2 separate regions of the Macaca mulatta genome follow, and region 2 is linked to region 1. Evidence: chromatin contacts called from public Hi-C data. All regions are on one chromosome and are shown on one strand. Each heading gives the region's core, a stretch centred on a gene start, on an enhancer-like site or on the middle of the called end of the contact. The rest is flanking DNA. Distances are from core to core; before and after follow the strand shown. Region 1 holds the start of ZNF19 (zinc finger protein 19). Region 2 holds the start of COG4 (component of oligomeric golgi complex 4).

Region 1 (4,923 bases), core at 1,169-3,668:
TGCTCTCTTTAAAGCAATAAATCTGCCAATAACAAGCAGCAATCACTTACTAAATGCTCACAGGGTAAGTGGTGTATAAATATGTACTTTTTAATCCACATCATACCATGAGGTTTTTAATTCTGAGGAAAAAGATTTTGAAAGAATAAATAACTTGTCCTAGGACACCAGAGCATGTCCTCACCAACACCAAGCTAAATGAAGAGCAGAACAAGCAAAAGACACCAATAAACTCAGAGCAAAACCTAACAAGAAGAATCTCAGACCTCTATTTTTAAAATTAATTTGACTGAGAACATAAAAGGTTAAAAACAGCAAGTATCATGTTTTTGGATGAAAAATACATATTCTCTTATTTAGTCCTCACAACAATCTTTTGAACCTTTAATTTTTCCCAAATGAGAAGACAAGGCTAACAGAATAATTTCTTCTACCAAGATCACTCAGCTGGTGAATGGATGAACTCAGATCCCACACTAGATCTACCAGGCTTCAAAGGTCATGTTTTTGTTTGTTTCTTTGTTTGTTTTTTGAGACAAGAGTCTTGCTGTCACCTGGGCTAGAGTGCAATGGCGCGATCTCAGCTCACTGTAACCACTGCTTCCCGGGTTCAAGCAATTCTCCTACCTCAGCCTCCCAAGTAGCTGGGATTACAAGCATGTGCTGCCACACCTGGCTCATTTTTGTAATTTTAGTAGAGATGGGGTTTCATCATGTTGCCCAGGCTAGTCCTCAAACTACCAGCCTCAAGCGATCCGCCCACCTCAGTCTCCCAAAGTGATGGGATTACAGGCATGAGGCACCACACCCCATCAAGTCATGTCTTTAATAACTATACTAAATTCTGTCCAATAGTAATCCTAACAGGAATGCTTTTAGAAGCTGGCAAAATGATTTTAAGGTTAATATAAAATAATAGACAAGAATAGCCAAGAAAATTCAGGAAAAAAATCTCAGAGTAAGTCTTCCTTTACTTGGACCTGGAGCAGGCATCTTTTTTGTTCACTGCCCCATTCAAGGGCTGTGAAAACCAGAAACTGATTACCAAAGGACCCTGAAGGGCCACCTCAACACACTAAGACATCTGGGTTATTGTTTTAACTATATCATCTCTTACAGACACTTTGTATTCTAAACAGCAATATTCTATAAAAAGCCATTATCTTCCCTACAGGGACTCAATGCATGATGCTGTTTTCTGTGAGCCTCATCTTGTACTACCCTCCTCTTTTCCCTTAGTTTAGTTACAATGGCCTTGTTTCCTCTATGCTAACTCAAGACCTTCATACCTGCTGTTTCTTCTGTATGAACTACTCTTCTCCAACCTCAGAACCATTGTAACTGAGATTCTCCGCCTGCCATTCTCTCCAGTAATCTAGCCACCCTTCATCTTCGCATCATGATCTCTCTACAGACCAGGTCAGGTGCCCTTGTTAAACGCTCCACTCATGCCGTATTCCTTTTCCTATATGCCACTTAACCCAGTTTGAAATTATATATTGATTTGTGCTTTCTTCATTCAACAAATATTTATCTCATACATATTTCATACAAGGCCACGTGTGACACACGAGATGAAGTAGAGAGAAGGGGCACAACCCCGTCCCGCACAGAGCTTAGTCTAAAGGAAACACACATTAATCAAGATTATCTCAAATAACTTTTAAGTTCACAACTTATCACTGCCAGGGGAAACTAACCTGGATGGGAAAGCTTAAGAATATAAATTAACTAAGGTATGAAGGAAATCTTTACAAAATAACAGCATACGCAAAATCATGTTCTAGAAGTCAAGGATCAAGAAGACTGTAGTAGCAGTCAAGGGAGAGTGTGCTGCTAGATGTTGCTGAAGAAGTCACAAGGGACAAAGCCACGCTTTGCGCAAGTCAAGAACTTGGTCTTCGATCTACATGCACTAAGTCACGGGCAGGTGGAGTGAAATGACCAGATTTGATTAATATATGACTTTCCCATTGGGCGGAAAGCTTCCTGGGGGCGGGGCCCACGCCCTGCCTCATTCACCGCTGCATCCCCGGAATCTAGAGCAGCAACTGGCACATTGCTGCTCAGCAAGCAGCTGTGGCCCAATGAGCAGATGGGTTTGGACGGCGTCGAGAACACAGGCATCCCTTCAATCCAGCCACCCATATCCACAGCCTACATTTCCCAAGGCGCCGACGCGGGCGAGGGGGAGCGAAGGCATCAGATGGAGACCGGGACGGGCCGCGAGCAGCCTCCGCTGCCGGGACCTGGAGGGGCCGCCCTGTCTCCCTCCACTGAGGCATCAGGGACGAAGCCGACTGCCTTCTCTACAGGTGAAGTGCCTGAGCCTAACAAGGACTCCTGGGCGACAAATCCCAACACTCACCTCAGGAAAAACAGAAAGCGGTCCGTGAACGGAAGTGCGTCACTACGTTTGCCTTGCACCCAGCCTCACACGCGTCCTCTCTAGGATGCCGCAGCGCTCTTCTCAGTGGTTGTGTGCTTTTACCCCCCAGGAGGAGTTTCACCCCCGGGGATCCTCAGAGACCTTGAATAGGAAAGAAAGTATATCATTGTTTTCGCTAATCTCTAACCGAAATTTAGCATTTTCTTCTGTTATATGTTGGCAACAAACTACAGTAGTATCGGCCGCACATGTGACTGTCACCGATAGAAATCACAGATATTTTCATATCACATTACAGTTGATGCAGATCTCAGAATATGGCTATTCTCGTCACTAATTTGAAATTATTCTTGTTGTTAGAGGCCCACCTTTAAGTCTTGTCATTTCATTTCATCACATTGGTAAAGATGCACTTACATTTCTGTATCACAAATTCTAAAAAACTGTTTAATTGTATTTTCATTGGTTTTGAAGGTGTCATCAGATTGCCAAAGGGAAGTTGGACAAAAAAGCTGCCCTCCTTAGAGGTAAAGACCCAGACACGTTAAGAAAGACCAGGTCAGTGGGCCGGGCACGGTGGCTCAGCCTGTAGTCCCAGCACTTTGGGAGGCCAAGGCCAGCAGATCACCTGAGGTCAGGAGTTTGAGACCAGCCTGGTCAACGTGGTGAAATCCCGCCTCTACTAAAAATACAAAAATTAGCCGGGCGTAATGGTGGGCGCTTGTAATCCCAGCTACTTGGGAGGCTGAGCCAGGAGAATTGCTTGAACCTGGGAGGTGGAGGTTGCAGGGAGGTGGAGGTTGCAGTGAGCTGAGATTGCGCCATTGCACTCCAGCCTGGGCGATAAGAGCGAAACTCCATCTCCAAAAAAAAAAGAAAGAAAGAAAGACCAGGTCTGAAGAGGGATATATTAAGTAACTATTTAGGAAGTGAAAACGGTGGACATTTTTTTAAATGACTGAATACAAGGCAGCCAGAGAAATTTGTGATGGCCATGAATTTTGGATTACCTGATAGATGAAGGTGCCATTAGCTGAGATCAGGAATTGAAGAAGAGGAGCTGGTTTCAGACAAGAAAGGGAAAGAATTTAGTTTTAGAAATACTGAACACACACACCTGCCTTATTAACATTTAATTCACACACCATACAATTCATCCATGCAGAGTATAAAATGAAGTAGGTTTCAGTATGTTCACAGACTTGTGCAAGCATCACCACAATCCATTTCAGGACACTTTCATCTCCCCAAAGGATACCGCATAACCATCAGCAGTCACTGTTCACTTTCCCTCTGGTAAGCAGAATGGCGTTTTGTTCTCCTCAAAAATGTCTATGTCCTGATCTCTAGAACCTGTGAGTATGTTAGGTTACATGACAAAGGGAAATTGAGGTGCAGGTGGAATTAAAGTTGCTAGTCAGCCAACTTTAAGATTATCTTGGGGCTAGGAACAGTGGCTCACATCTGTAATCCCAGCACTGTGGGAGGCCCAGGTGGGCAGATCACTTGAGCCTGGGAGTTCAAACCAGCCTGGGCAACATGACAAAACCTTGTCTCTACCAAAAAAAAAAAAAAAAAATCCAAAAAGGAACAAAAATTGACCAGGTGTGGGCACATGCCTGCAGTCCCAGCTACTAGCTGAGTTGGGAGGATCACTTGAGCCTGGGAGGTCAAGACTGCAGTGAGCCTTGATTGAGCCACTTCACTCCAGCCTGGGCATCAAAGCGAGACCCTGTCTTAAAAAAAAATGATTATCTTGGATTATTCAGGTGGGTCCAGAGTAATCGTAAGAGTTCTTGAATGTGAAAGAGGGAATTGAAAGAGAACCACAAAGATGACAGCACAGGAAGGACTTGGCCCAACTTCACTGGCTCTGAAGATGGAGGAAGGGGCCAAGGGTCAAGGAAAGTGGATGGCCTCCAGAAGATGAAAAAGGCAAGGAAACATTCTCTCCTTAGGCTAAATCCTGAATTTATACCAGTGAGACCCACTTTGGATTTCTGACCTCCAAAACAGATAAATTAGTGTTGTTTTAAGCCACTAATGGCAATTTGTTACAGCAGCAATAGAAAATTAACAGACACACATGTACACACCTCTCTTCTTCCCCCAATTCTAGACAACCACTTTCTTACTTTATAAATTTGCCTATTCTGGATATTTACATTACATAAATGACTACTAAGTCTGGATATAAAACAAAAACAAGTTTTTATTGTTAATTTTATTAGGCTTTAGAAACATGGGAACCTGTGTGTTTACTTGGTGAAGAATTGAATATATTCTTGGGCAGAAGATGAGAACACTAAAATAAAAAACAAAAAGAGTTGGGAATAACTTGTTTTTGTTTTTCAGGGAGTGGGAAGGAAGAAAATTTCCACTCTCATTTGTCTAGAAAGTCTCCCAGAGAGTTTTCAAGATTATTAATAATAATAGCTAATTCACGGCCGGGCACGGTGGCTCAAGCCTGTAATCCCAGCACTTTGGGAGGCCGAGACGGGCGGATCACGAGGTCAGGAGATCGAGACCATCCT
Region 2 (4,923 bases), core at 848-3,347, 930 kb before region 1:
GGGTTACAGGTGTGAGCCACCGCGCTCAGCCATATACATTTTTTGTTGTTGTTTGAGACGGAGTCTCGCTCCGTCGCCCAGGCGGGAGTGCAGTGGCACGATCTCAGCTCACTGGAACCTCTGCCTCCCGGGTTCACGCCATTCTCCTGCCTCAGCCTCCTGAATACCTGGGACTATAGGTGCCCACCACCATGCCTGGCTAATTTTTTGTATTTTTAGTAGAGACAGGATTTCACCATGTTAGCCAGGTTGGTCTCGATCTCCTGATCTTGTGATCCGCCCACCTCGGCCTCCCAAAGTGCTGGGATTACAGGCGTGAGCCACTGCACCCAGCTAGCCAGATACATTTTTATTAAAATCGTTCAGTAGGTTCCAGAGGGAGACTTCCTCTTGACAGTCATCAAATACAAATACAGAACTTATATTATTTTGTCTGTAGGATTTCCATAATTTTCCACCCAACATATTGAATGACTGAATGAATGCAAGCTTAGGAATGTTAAGTCAAGATACTAAATATATATATAGATAAATAGATAGATACTAAAAATATGTATATACATATATATTTTGAGACAGAATTTCGCTCTTGTTGCCCAGGCTGGAGTGTAATGGCACTATCTTGGTTCACTGCAACCTCCACCTCCCAGGTTCAAGTGATTCTCCTGCCTCAGCCTCCCGAGTAGCTGGGATTACAGGCATGCGTCACCATGCCCAGCTAATTTTGTATTTTTAGTAGAGACTGGTTTTCACCATGTTGGTCATGCTGGTCTCGAACTCCTGACTTCAGGTGATCCTCCCGTCCTGGCCTCCCAAAGCGCTGGGATTGCATGTGTGAGCCACCGCACCCGGTAAGATACTAAATTTTAAAACACATCTTGCTGAGGCCAGACAAAAAAAAAACCCATACACTAAACTAGCCAGGCATGGTGGTGTGTGCCTATAGTTTCATCCACTCTGATTGCAGCACCACAGCACTCCAGCCTGCAGAGAGCGGCCTTGTTTCTAAAAATAACAAAACAAAAAACACCACACACATCTTGCTGAAAATGTATCAGAAATTGCTAGAGTTAGTGCAAGTTTACACTTGAAAATACTCAAAGACATCAACGATCCCCTCTCCCTCAGGCTGAAAGCGCCTTTCGTGCTCAACTTTGCTAAAAGTTTGGTCTTAGATTAGAGCTTAGATCTCTTTTGACTGGCAAGGAACCCAACTGACATTTGAAAGTGAATTGACAGCATCGAGTTGCCACTGAAAATTAAAGGAGACGGGAGATAGAACGTTATGAACTGAAAGGAACTGGAGAATCTAGTCCACAACCCTCATTTGATAAAATGCCAAGGGTACAAGAGATGAGGTGACCTGTCCAAGATTAGAGAATTGTGCCTGAGTCTTAAAAGCTCAAACCTCTACAAAGATGTGCATTTGACCGAAACGCTAAAATCACACCCCCAAATCACTCCCCACAAGGGGAATTCTTAAAAACGGTTCAAGAAGTTTACCTGCAAAGACTTCCCTCTTAAATTACAGGATGAAACGCTTTTCATAATTTTTAAATTAAACCAATGCAAAAGGGCGCTTATTACTTTGAGAACCAAGCACTTTGGCAAATACTCTCGGACTAACTTCACTCCCGTGGAGAAACTGGTGATCATGGATCAGGAAAATCAATGGGGGTCTAGGCAGGAGAGGCTGCAGATCGCCCAGGTATCAGGGAAAACAAGCTCGGCGCGTCCGACAGCGTGAAAAGAGTTGACAGGTCTACTCATATATCCGACTACGCTTCCGCTTCTTTGTTTTCCCGCTCTTTTGTATCCCCCCAGCAAGGAGAGCTTCCCACAGCCCGGATTCCCCGACTGAAGGCTCCCACTCTCCCTAGATCCTCCATGAAAAACAAGAGGCTCGGCCCCGCACCTCCTCGCCGCAGAGCCGTTCGTATACAGCCTCCAGCTCCTGCAGCTCTGTCAAGGAGCGAATGAGCTCAGCGGAGATTTCGGAGCAGCGGCCACCTCCCACCCCCTCAGACGGCGGCTGCACCCCTGATAACTTCGGAGGCGAATCAAGGTCCGCCATCTTGGTCCGCATTAGGCACTTCCGGTCCCTCGAGGCCCCCTCTTCGTTGGCGCCTCTTTGGGGCAGCCCACAGAAGTGCCCAATGAACTCCTGTGTTTTTTTTAAAAAGTCTACTTCTAAAAACCTATTAATTTTCTGTTCTCCTGGAAAAAGCAAAGCAATAAAGCATGTTTAAATAATTTTTAATGCGGTGTGGAAGCAAGACGGAAGCATTTTTTAAAAATTATATATATTCTTCAGGCGCGGGTTGGGTGTCTTTTTCCGCCGCGCGCCACCGGAATGCCCCTGTCTTGCGGTCTAATGGCGGACGCCAGTATGTTGGAGTCAGTGGTGGCTTAAGTTTTGAAGGGAGGTAGCATCCGTCGGATATCCACACCATCCTTCTCGCTGCAGGGTAAAAAAACAGCCTGGAGACTTCCCCGGGCTCGGGGAGGCGGAGAGCGGCGATATGGAAGGGGGGCCCGAGACTTTGGCGGGGGTCACGGGCAGTCTAGGCCCGAGAGGTCCGAGGTTGGGGACCAGGAGGAGGTGCAGAGGAATGGTTGGGGCGCGAAAACGGCTTCCTGCAATCATCTGTCGCTTCCATCCACAGGGTGGGAACATGTCCTAGCTCAAAATAGGGCTCATGGAGATTGCTTTTAACGTCTGGGGTCTCTGATACGGGGGAGATGTGACAAGCAGCGGGAGGCATGGATGTCCCCCTCTGGGTAGAGTAAATGGTACACCGATGGGAAGATGGAATGATGGAGCATGTTAAAAGCGTAAATAACGGAAACAGTCTTCAGAGCCAAGACTCCAGTTTGAATTTGTATTTTGGTAGTTGGGCAACTTGTCTCCTCCCCTGAGCCTCTCTTTTCTCATTTGCGAAATGGAGGATAGAGTTTAAATGCGATGATGTCTCCTTGGAGGATGGAGAAGATGCAGTGAGCAGTCATACAAGCTTTTTGTAATAATGGTAAACAGAGGTGGGGGAAGTTTTTTGTTTTGTTTTGTTTTGTTTTTGAGACGGAGTCTTGCTCTGTCGCCCGGTCTGGAGTGCAGTGGCGCGATCTCGGCTTACTGCATCTCTGCCCCCCGGGTTCCAGCTATTCTCCTGCCTCAGCCTCCCGAGTAGACTACCTGGGATTACAGGCGCGTGCCACCACGCCCGGCTGATTTTTTTTTTTTTTTTTTTTTTTTTGAGACGGAGTCGGTCTTTGTCATCCAGGCTGGAGTGCAGTGGCATGATCTCGGCTCACTGCAAGCTCTGCTTCCCGGGTTCACGCAATTCTCCTGCCTCAGCCTCCCAAGTAGCTGGGGCCACCGCGCCCGGCTAATTTTTTTGTATTTTTAGTAGAGACGGGGTTTCACCGTGTTAGCCAGGATAGTCTTGATCTCCTGACCTCGTGATCCACCCACCTCGGCCTCCCAAAGTGCTGGGATTACAAGCGTGAGCCACCGCGCCCAGCCGATTTTTGTATTTTTAGTAGAGACGGGGTTTCACCATGGTGGCCAGGCTGGTCTCGAACTCCTGACCTCAGGCGATCCAGCCACCTAGGCCTCCTAAAGTGCTGGGATTACAGGCGTGAGCCACCGCCCCCAGCCCAGACGTGGGGAAGTTTTAAAGCTTACCAAATTTATCTGGTATATATTTTTTGTTTGTTTGCTTTGTTTTTGAGACGAAGTTTCGCTGTCGCCCAGGCTGGAGTGCAGTGGGGTGATCTCGGCTTATTGCAGCCTCTGCCTCCCGGGTTCTAGCTGTTCTCGCGCCTCTCAGCCTCCCCAGTAGCTGGGATTAAAGTCGTGTGCCACCACGCCCGGCTAGTTTTTGCATTTTTAGTAGAGGGGTTTTCACCGTTTTGGCCAGGTTGGTCTCGAACTCCTGATCTCAAGTGACCCATCTGCCTCGGCTTCCCAAAGTGCTGGGATTACAGGCGTGAGCCACCGCGCCCAGCCTGGTATATAGTTTTTCTAGTACTGGACTCATCCTCCGAAATGCACCTTCCTCCACTACCCAAGAATTAAAGTGTTGCTGGAGAACCTGAATCCAACTAGGTTTGGAAAAAATGAATTCCAAAGGTTTGTAATGGATTGAATCAGTTATAAGGAAAGGGGAAAGTAGACTGTTCTCGTCAGCTACAAAATATGAAAAGTAACGGGGGGAGCTGTTCAAGGATTCAGAAGCAGCTCCTAGCTTCCTCTCTTTTGCTTTTTTTGTTGGTTGGTTCTCCACTCCCTGGTCTTTCAACCTCGGTCCTTTTTGTTTGTCTTTTCCTGTGGTCCTAGAACATTAAAGATGTACCTTAGTCTCAAGTAGAAAATTTTATATCTCTTAGGACCCATTTCTAGCCTGGAGGATTTATCTTGCCACCCTGCTTTTGCCCAGCCCAGAAATAGTAGTTATTTATGAGGACGTTTCTTCCTAATTCTGTCCTCGTTTAACAATAAAATCAAATCTGTATGTTAATTCTATACCAATGAAGCTGGATTTCTCAAGGTCCCGTGCTTTATTTTTTTAATTTGGGACGAGGTCTTACTCTGTTGTCCAGGCTGGAGTGCAGTGACGCCATCTTGGCTCACTGCAACCTCCACCTCCTCGGCTCAAGTGGTCCTCCCACCTCAGCCTTCCAAGTAGCTGAGACCACAGATGCGCACCACCACACCTGGCTAATTTTTTGTATTTTTGGTAGAGATGGGGTTTCCCGGTGTTGCCCAGGCTGGTCTGGAACTCCTGAGCTCCTGAGCTCCTGAGCTCAGGCAGTCCGCCCATCTTGGCCTCCCAAGGTCAAGTGAGCCACCGTGGCTGGTCTCCTATGCTTTTGTTTATAAATAATTGCACTGGGGAAACATAGTTTATTTTGTAGTGGTAT

What was found. A called contact is a pair of places that touch in the nucleus more often than the background predicts.
Region 2: a Hi-C map of fetal cortex germinal zone shows a contact between it and region 1, with 2.5 times the contacts expected there. The contact joins the promoter of COG4 here to the promoter of ZNF19 in region 1. A contact is called at or near these places in 2 of 14 Hi-C or Micro-C datasets (fetal cortex germinal zone and fetal cortical plate).

What each region holds. Positions count from the first base shown.
Region 1 is chr20:68,395,251-68,400,173 of T2T-MMU8v2.0, reverse strand. It overlaps ZNF19 (zinc finger protein 19), which reads right to left and starts at 2,418. Exons shown (of 4, transcript XM_077984539.1): 1 at 2,369-2,418.
Region 2 is chr20:69,329,216-69,334,138 of T2T-MMU8v2.0, reverse strand. COG4 (component of oligomeric golgi complex 4) reads right to left here and starts at 2,097. Exons shown (of 20, transcript XM_077984632.1): 1 at 1,916-2,097. SF3B3 (splicing factor 3b subunit 3) reads left to right here and starts at 2,356. Exons shown (of 26, transcript XR_013411154.1): 1 at 2,356-2,468.